Regions from separate parts of the Podarcis muralis genome. Here region 1 is linked to region 2. A link is a contact called in public Hi-C data. All regions are on one chromosome and are shown on one strand. The core of a region is the stretch at or near the end of the contact, and the rest is flanking DNA. Distances in the headings are between cores, read along the strand shown.

Region 1 (4,698 bases), core at 515-3,014, 460 kb before region 2:
AGAGAGAGAGAGAATACCAGCCCCCATTTGTGTGCAAGGGTTTTGATGGGTGTCCGTATTGGGGGAATTGTTAGATTTCCCTTTTTCAACTTTCCTTGGGGAAACACGGGCCTAGGAATGGCGCTCTGAAACTATATTCAAACTCTCGAAGATATATGGACAACAAAAGGACTCAGTAACTCCTTCCTACAACTCTCTGTTGAAATCAGGCTCCCTTGTATTATGAAAAACCCGAACACTTTATTTTCTGCTAGGTTTGGATCCCCACAGCAGATCATTTTGCTTCCAAGGCTTATTAATAGTAACATGATTACTGATTTTCAAAGCGGGATTCCGACTCTCCCCCCCCCCCCGTCTCATCCAGTGCGTGTTATTCACAAGGAAAAGGCACAATATGGGACTGTTCTTACGTTGAGAAAAGACGATCAAAGGAACTCACGGAGGTGATTCTCTCTCTCTCTCCCCCCCCCCGCTGCCCTTGGTTCAGTTCAGTTCTCCACACACCCGGAATTATTTGAAAGCTGCATTGAAATTAATACGGCCCATTACTTCCGACTAAGCAGTGGTTTAAGGATCCGGGTGCCTCTTTTTAAAAATATAAATAAATAAATAAATAAATAAATAAATAAATAAATAAATAAAAATTTAAAAAGTCACGGGGGGGGGACGAACTGTGTCCCAAACTCTGCGAGTTTTTTTAAAAAAATAAAAAAATAAAGCAGAGGCAGGAGTTTTTTGCATGCTCTTCTCAATCTGCCGAAGAGAGATTTTTAACCCCTCGCCTGCTCGGCCCCCTAGCGCACCCCCGGGCCCAGATCGAGAGGGGAGGGGGAAACCAGGAGACCGAGCTGGTCACTTGCAAACCACCGCCAGCCAATTGCACCTTTTCCTGCGTCTTCGCTTTACGCCCGCAGCTGTGCAAAGTCACATCGCAGGCGGAGTTGGAAGAGAAAGAAAAGCTGAAGATTCCAAAAAGAGAAAGAAAGGGGGAGAAAGGAGGACTGCGGGTTTTTAAAGGGGGGAATCTGGAGTTGGGGTGTGGGTGTGGGTGTCAGAGAGCGAGAAAGAGAAAGAGAGAAAGAAAGAAGAGCGGAATCTGTGGACTCGTCTCCTTACCAGCTGCGGGAAGATGGGTAGCTCGGCAGTGTAGGGGAGGAAGGCTCCGTATCCCTGAGCAGCCGCGGCTGCCGCGTACGGCGCTCCGTACATGGAGGAGAGCACGTTGGAGAGCGTCCCCGTCGGGCTGAGGTCTGCCCCGCTTCGGGAGCTGCTGTTCCCTTGGCGATCCGACGGGTAGAGCGGCCGGATATACTGGTATCCCAACTGGGAAAATGCCATGGCGGGGTGGTGTGTGGTTGGGATGGGGGGGAGGAGAGGCGAGGAGGGGGGGAAGAGGGGAAGGAAGGGGGGAAGGAAAGAGGGGAGGGGAAAGAGGGAGGGGGAGGAAAGGAAAGAGAAGCGAAAGGAGAGAGCGCGAGGAAGGAAGGAAGGAAAGAGAGAGAGAGAGGCGCAAGAAGCGAAGAAAAGGAGCCCGGTCGTTCGCCCTTTGCTCGCCTCGCCTGCACTTTTTTAGTGCGTCTCAGAAAGTCTGCCAGGCATTGGCGGTGCCGGGTGGGTTAGCGGGGTGGGGAGACCAGGCGAGGCCGGGAGGGGGGGGGGCTGCCGCTGTTGCTGCTGCCGCCGCCGCCTCCTCCTCTTCCTCTTCTTCGTCTTCTTCTTCCTCCTCCTCCAGCCGCTGCTGCGTAACGATCCTCCGTCTCTTTCTCCCTTCACTTTTCCTATTGATCTGAGTGGACTCCAGGTCAGGTCCTAACAGATTGCTGGAGATTATTGGAACTCCCGCCTTTGATTGACAGCCGGAGTCTCTCTCTCGAAGCTCCTCCTCTTTCTTTTAAGTCAGTCTCTCTCTCTCTCGCTCGCTCTCGGTTTCTCACTCCGGCTCTTTTCTCACTCCCTCCCCCCGCCACTCACGCCTTCCATTTACTGACGTCGCCGTCTTTTATTTGAGTGCTTTTCAAATCTGGTGGAAGCCATCGGCAATCAGTCCGGGGTTTGTATAAAGATTTAACTCAGTCCAGGAGAGTTGTTGCTTAAAACATAATAATAATAAATATTATTGCTATTATTGTTATTATTACCATTATTAAAATAATCTCCCTTCAGAGCAAAATGTATCAACTAGAGTTAAGACAGGGATCCGTGCAGAATTGTGGCACGCACCCTTCATTATTGTTGTTGTTGTTTTTATTATTTTGCTGATTATCTGCACAAAATTAATCTCCCAAACTCCCTCGACTCCCCCCTCCCTCGCGCAAATTAACCTATTCATGCCTGGAGCTGTTGGACTGGACACTAATATAGATTTAAAAGTCTGCTTTCACTCTCTTTCTTTCGCGAACCGCCCCCTACCCACCGTGAATTTCTCTTTTCGCACCGAATTTTGAAGTAGTTTCTTTAACACAGTAGGTCAAAATACAGTAAAGGTGGAGAGAGAAAAAGGAGGGGGGAAATAAAGTGAGACGGGGGAGTTAGCGAAGTTAATTTCCCTCCTAATAAGAAACTTCAAAGGCTTGTAGGTCAGAATTTTGACATCAAAGGCGAGAAAAGAAGGCAAATTAAAATTTTAACAAAGGAGACGTAGGGGCAGCCCCGTGGGCCGTTGGTAAATAAGCGGTGTGAAAAAATGGGGTGGGGGCCGGTGGTTGGGAGACACCACACATGCAGACAAGGAGACAATGACAGGCATCTGAATGGAACTCATTAAGGGCTTTTTGTCTTGGTGCTAAAACTCTAATTAGGAAATTTATGATCGTTTTGCTCGGTCCCTGGGTTCTTTAGCGGTGCGCGCAAAGGAAGGGCGAGGTACCGCTTCCCTGAGTACCTGAACCAGACAAAACTGTAAGAAAATCGCAGGAGGGAAAGAGGGCTTGTGGGCATGAGAGAGGGGAGAACTTTTAGGGAGAAAGACCCCCCTTTTGGTTCAATTATTGCTGGATGTTATAATCGGACATTGTTCCGAAAATTGCCACCACCACGTCATCATTTTTCTTTTGCAAATGCACGGGCATTTAATTGACATGTGCAGGGCGAACTTGCACGTATTTACTCAGAAGTAAGCTCAGTGGGGCTTAGTCCCACATGTAAATATTGCAACCGCACTGACTTAATTTACCCTCACCCCCCAGAGATGGCAAAATTGCTTCTTCTCTTGAGAGACTTATTTTGCTGTTCATGAGACTCTACTAACCTTTTCATATTCTCACTCACTCTCACACACATTTTACCGTAGTGTAGATTTCTTATATGTTATTATGCGTATGTCGTTTGGCAGCCTTTTCCAGCCTTCGGTTTACGGTCATGCCCTAATTTACGCATAGTTTAGCATGCACGCACATGCACGTCTGCATGGACATGGTCGCCTCGGTGCACGCGCGTACACATCAGCAAAGCGTCTTGCGACACTTTCAGGGCTAGCAACATTGGCGTCAGCCTTTAGTGGGCTACAGTCCACCAGATGCATCACAGGACCTATTTATAGATTTGGCCATCTGCTTAGGAGCCCCTACGCACCTTTACAGGGAAGTAAGTCTGGCAGATAAAGTTCTGCTCAGAACTCACCTGGGGACATGAGTTTTCACTTTGTGGAATATCCCCTCCACACACACACAAAAGAAAAAGTTTCTAAGCGTCTCAAAGTTACGGTTAACGTGGCATCGCAATTTCTCCTCCGTTTCCCGGATCCCGCTGGGTATATTACTTCTTCCACAATATATCTTGAGTGCTCTCAGATAATCGCCCATTGTCCCCTTCCTCCCCCCAGCTTCCAGTCCCGTCTGGGTTTAATTTTATAACTCTATTCCTCTTCTTTATTATTATTTTTATTATTATTATTATTTAAAATGAAGTGCATGTCGGATTAAACAGTTCGAGAAATCGACCTTGATAGCTTCCTCTCGTAAACCTCTCCCGTCTTGTAATAAACGCGGATTATATCCAATAGCAAGAGTCAGAATTAAAATTCTCGGAATCAATAGCGAGCAATCTCGAAGAAACATCTCTAATCGTATTACGCTCCTCTTGATAGCTTTCCCTATCTGCTAATCTAATGCAGTCTTCTCTGTATCCCATCTCCAATATTTTTAAAACTTTTCCTCTTGGAGTTTTAGAAGTGCCGTGTGATGGGTGGATATCCCAATATTCAACTGAGTTTCGATATTGTTATCATTATCATTATTAAATATGAGAGGGAGGGAGAGGGGGAGGAGAGAGAGAAAGAGACAGAGAAGCACCCTCACGAGAAAACGCCAGCTCGCCGTTTTACTTGCTGTTTTGTTCTATATTATTTTCAATAACTTGGTATCTTCCATAGGTTTAGGGTGGCGGTGATTTGGCAGAGCTAGGACGGGAAAAGTCGGTTAGAGACCAAGGGGAACCGGAAGGGAGAAATGGTCGAAAGCCTCACTCCTCGGTGCAATTTACTCGCGAGTAATCTTTGCCTCCTCTTCCAATATCGAGAAGGGACAGTCTCCCCAAGGAAGAAAAAGCACAAGGTTTCTTGGCATCAGACTGGGATTGGGACCTCAGCTCGTTCAAGCTGGAGTTCCCTAAAGAAATCTTAGAGGGTTAAACACACACACACGTGTGAAGCCTGGAGGTACTGTCGATACCATAGTCCAGGCGCACACGCGCCCTTCCTTC
Region 2 (4,762 bases), core at 384-2,883:
TCTCCTTATCCCCCCCCCCCCGCGCATTTTTCTCCATCCCAAGGAGGCTGATGGCGGAAGGTAAGAAATTGCCCCTATTATCACAACAGTTTTAAAACGCCCACCTTGGATTCTTTGTGCGTATTAAATAAACATACACATTTACAATCATCTCCGCAGCATCTGAGGGGGCGTTTGCCCTGTGCCCTTTGGTTCCGCATGTAACAACAGGTATGCTACAATTCCACCAAATAACAGCCCGCTAAGATGACCAGGGAGGGGATGGAGCGACGCGACGTCGATCCCCTGGTTTGGGCACCTTTGAGTTGTTCCATTGGCCTTCATCGACCTTTACGCACGAGCTCGCGGCTGTGCGTTCGCTGCCTATACTTCTCTTATTAATGTCGAGCGGAATGAATCCGTGATACTTATCCACAGTAAACCAGTTGGGACACACAGGGAGAGTGCGGTATTCCTCACAGCAACCCGGCGAGGTAGGTTGGGAGAAAAGACTAGGACATGTCCTTCCGCCACCCCACTCCCCCGAAAAGAAATATTTGGTTGAGTTTTCATCCCGCCTCCCGCCTCCCGCCTCCCGTCCCCAGTCCAGTCCAAAAGCCTGCTCCCAAACTCGACTTCGGGCTGTCAAAACGCAAAACTAATTGGCAAAATATGGCTCGCTCGTGTATGTCGCCGCGATCCCCAAAGCGCGTGAGCTGGCCTGCCAGTCCGCGCGCCTCCAGGCGTTTGGCGCCGCCCTGAGCCAAGCAGGCCGAACGGTGCGATCCGCGCGGCACCCACGCAGGCTTCCCAACCCCCAGCCATCCCCAAAACGTTTCAAGCTCCAGCACGCTGCTTTAAGCAGGCTGCGGAGGACTCGTTAAGCCCCCTCGCTAAGTGTCAAGCGGCTGGCCCAATCCGTTTAACCCGCAGTTGCTGCTGTCGAAAGGGGAGGGGGTGGTGCTGAGTGAGCGGTAGGAGGAGAAGAAATCCACAGCTGGATTCCTCGTGAGTAAAGGGCCATGTGGCTCACCAACATCCAGTAGTAATATGTGCTACAACAACAACAATAATAAGAGCGACAAGAGAAGCACGATCGCGAAGCAACTGTGGGGAACAGAAGTTATCTTCTTGCATCTCTTCTCTGCAGATAGTTTAAGAAACAAAAACAAAACCCTCACATTAACTGCTCTTTTTTCAAATGTTTACTCGGGAAGCATCGATTCATGATTTTATTTCCCCCGTGTGTGTGTGTTTTAATGGCTACTAAATCTTGTTATGAAATCTATTTCATCAACTGAGTGCCTTTTGCATTCCAGCGCAGGGAGCCAGAGAGAGAGAGCGAGAGAGAGAGAGAGAGAGAGCGCAAAAGCTCCTCGCTATAAATCAAAAGAGAAATTGCGCTGATGGTGTATTTAGCAAATGAAGAAAGTTGGAGGTGATCTTCGCTAAACAGCTTGGCTGTTGATTGCCAACCAGAGGCCGGCGCAGTTGAGCTTGAGAGAGGGAGAGGGAGAGAGAGAGGGAGAGGGAGAGAGAGAGGGGCTGGGAAAAAGAGAGGTTTTCTGGCTGGTTGGCTTTGGTTGTGGCAAGCCCAGCAGGAGCCAACCTCCTCCTCCTCTCTCTCTCTCTCTCTCTCTCTCGTTTCCCTCCCCCTCTTCTTTTCTCTCTCCCCCCCTCCACTTTTTTCCCCTTTTTGCTTTGCCAACACCCGCGGAAGGTGGAGCTTCGGCCGCGCTGCGTCGCAGGCGTCAGAATCCTCGATTTCCAACTTCGCGTCTTGGCCGGACCTTTTGGCGAAGCGCGCAAAGGAAAGTGGGGTGGGAGAGAGAGAGAGAGAGAGAGAGAGAGAGAGAGAGAAAGCGCCCTTCTCCGTCCAAAGGAGGGAGGCAGAGAGATAAGGCGAAGGAGTAGGAGAAGAGGGGGAGGAGGAAGAGGAGGGGAGAAAAGAAGAAGGGAGCCATTCGCCGGAGTGCGTCCAAGCTCAGCTCGGCTGCACTGGAGAGGCGGCGAAGGAGGGCGCGCGCGTCGAGCCCGCTAGCCCCGGCTTGCAGAAGCACCCTCCGAGGCAGACCTCGACGACGCTCGCCGTAGAGAGAAACGCACAGGGCGCCCGGGAGAGAGGGAGGCAGGGAGGGAGGACGGACGCAGTTCCTGGCGACGGCGGTGGTGGCTGTGCGCTCGCTGCCTGGCGGGTATATGCCTGCCTCTGGCCATGTCGTATCCTCAGGGTTATTTGTACCAGCCGTCGGCTTCCTTGGCGCTCTACTCCTGCCCGGCGTACAGCACCAGCGTGATCTCCGGCCCCAGGACGGATGAGCTGGGCAGATCGTCGTCCGGCTCGGCTTTCTCTCCTTACGCCGGCTCCACCGCCTTCAGCGCGCCCTCGCCGGGTTACAACTCACACCTCCAGTACGGCGCTGATCCGGCGGCCGCGGCCGCAGCCGCTTTCTCCTCTTACGTGGTAAGGGAAGCGCTCGGGTCGCCCTCTTCCTCCTCCTCCACGCCGGCCGCTTGTGGGAAAAGGAGGAGACCGAGAGAGGGATGGAACCAGAGCTCAGGGACGAAGACTTGGCGGGGCGGGTGTTATTGGGGAGTTGTGGGGATAACCCAGGGGGCTGGAGCTTGGAGGGTTTGCAGGCTGTAACCATAGACGAAAGCGGCAGGTAAAGTGGGGAAAGATGAAGTGCAGAGGGAGGGGTGCAGGAAAGAAAAGCTGCCCGTGGATTTTGGCACCTTCCATGGCCGCAGCTCCTCAGTGGATGGTTAGCCTACCGCATTTTCTTAAAAAGAAATCGGTTGCAGGAGGAAGGATTCCTGCGCGGAGATCAATGGGACATTTCTCTCGCAAGGAAGCCTGCAGCCGGCCAGCGTCTTTCTCCTCGCTGGTTTAACTCTGGACTATCAGCCCCCCCCCCCCCCCCCAATACAGAGTTGAACGGGAGCTGCAGCGCGATCTGGTTTTATTCCATAGTAAACTCCACTTTTGCTCCCAAGGAAGCCGGGCAGCGCCACGATCCTCGGCGGCTGTTTTACGCGCGAGTAAAAGCACGCCAGGTCGCCACGCAGCAGCAGAGCACGGCGATCCTAAGCGTGTTTGCTCGGAAGTCAACCCCGCAAAGTGACTCCGGGTCAGTGTGTGATTAGGGACGCAGCTTTGATCTTGAAGGGGCTAAGAAGAGCGAGGCTTTCCGTCTGTGCCTTTTCATTTTAATTTAGGAAAGCGTATGAGAGTTAGAGTCTCAGTGAAGGTGCGTGTCTATACATACACATACACTCTCCAGTACGATTTTCAGATGTTTTAATTCATGTCAAATCCGGCAGTTTAGATGCCCAAAAGAAAAGCTGGATAAGGGGGTGACCCTTCTGCCCCTTGCCATTTCCTTGCCGTCTTAATCGGTCCCCCCAAATATTGCAGAGCTATAATTCCCATCTCATGAAGCCGAATGGCAGTCTGATAATGATGAAGATGATGATTAGAGTAGGTACAAAAAGATTTTTTTGAAGTTTCATTATCTTTTTTTAAATGTACCTACCCCTTCCACAATAATCTCAGGCAGTATGGAATACATCTGGAAACATCTGTCCAGAAGTTATGTAAAAGAAACGCTTTCAGTAGCTCAATAAATCTACAAAGAGAAAGCGAATAAAGTGGTTATTCCCTCCTGAAACTAAACAAAGCCAAAACTAAAGGGCTCCCTCTTCCATGCTTGAACTACTTCTTCTAGTTACATTTCCAATCTAAATAACGCAGCTTCTTAAAAAAGAATGCGAGTTAGGCCTCTTGGAAACACTTGGACTGGAATAGAGTTGAATCCGAATATTTCGGTTTAAGGCTTATTGTCGGGAAAATTCCCCCTCGGGAGTGGGGGGTGGGTCATGGAGGCAGAGCTTGCTATCTGTCTAGACACTGTCATGCTTCCAAGTGAAAGGGGGGGGGGAAGGGTGTGTGTGGGTTTGTGTAAAAGGTTGCGTTCAATTAGAAGGGGAGGAGGTGTAATTTGTTACTGTTTATAGCTTGGTAATTTGGCAGAGATGGAAGTGGGTGGGTGAGATACACTTTCTGGTCGCATTCAGACACCGGTGGGCAACTCGTGTTTAGCTTAGGAAAGACTTATTTTGACTCCCACCCCCAGGTATGGTGACACTCCAACTTTTAGGCCGAGTCTGTTATGGAGATGGGGGTACAACCACGTATTGTGGAGAGGACCCTTTCAAACGGGAGGGAGATGGTTTGATTTCTCAGAGATATGGATTTCAAGAATGATTATTAGGAGGTCTCCTTCTCACCTCAGGCGACGCTTCTGCCTCTCCTTCTCCTTCCTCCAGGGCTCGCCCTACGACCACACCCCCGGCATGGCCGGCTCTTTGGGGTACCACCCTTACGCGGCTCCCTTGGGATCCTACCCCTACGGCGACCCGGCCTACCGGAAAAACGCCACCCGAGACGCCACGGCCACCCTCAAGGCCTGGCTGAACGAGCACCGGAAAAACCCTTACCCCACCAAAGGCGAGAAGATCATGCTGGCCATCATCACCAAGATGACCCTCACGCAGGTCTCCACCTGGTTCGCCAACGCCCGGCGGCGCCTCAAAAAGGAGAATAAAATGACCTGGACTCCCCGGAACCGGAGCGAAGACGAGGAGGAAGAGGAGAACATCGACTTGGAGAAGAACGACGAGGAGGAGCCACAGAAGCTGGAGGAGAAGGGCGATCTGGAGGCGATCGAGATAGGTAAGCGGCCGATGGAGATGAGAGGAGACGGATTTGGGGAGGTGAACT

What was found. Hi-C and Micro-C count contacts between places; a contact is called where the count stands out from the background.
Region 1: a Hi-C map of blood shows a contact between it and region 2, with 5 times the contacts expected there. The contact joins the promoter of IRX3 here to the promoter of IRX5 in region 2. A contact is called at or near these places in 2 of 3 Hi-C or Micro-C datasets (blood and tail).

What each region holds. Positions count from the first base shown.
Region 1 is chr7:39,301,021-39,305,718 of rPodMur119.hap1.1, reverse strand. It overlaps IRX3 (iroquois homeobox 3), which reads right to left and starts at 1,764. Exons shown (of 3, transcript XM_028740112.2): 1 at 1,117-1,764. The coding sequence starts at 1,338. LOC114602192 (a long non-coding RNA gene) reads left to right here and starts at 1,968. Exons shown (of 2, transcript XR_003707874.2): 1 at 1,968-2,050; 2 at 4,370-4,698.
Region 2 is chr7:38,845,097-38,849,858 of rPodMur119.hap1.1, reverse strand. IRX5 (iroquois homeobox 5) reads left to right here and starts at 1,633. Exons shown (of 4, transcript XM_028740116.2): 1 at 1,633-2,443; 2 at 4,309-4,714. The coding sequence starts at 2,195. LOC114602197 (a long non-coding RNA gene) reads right to left here and starts at 3,919. Exons shown (of 2, transcript XR_003707877.2): 1 at 3,516-3,919; 2 at 3,264-3,433.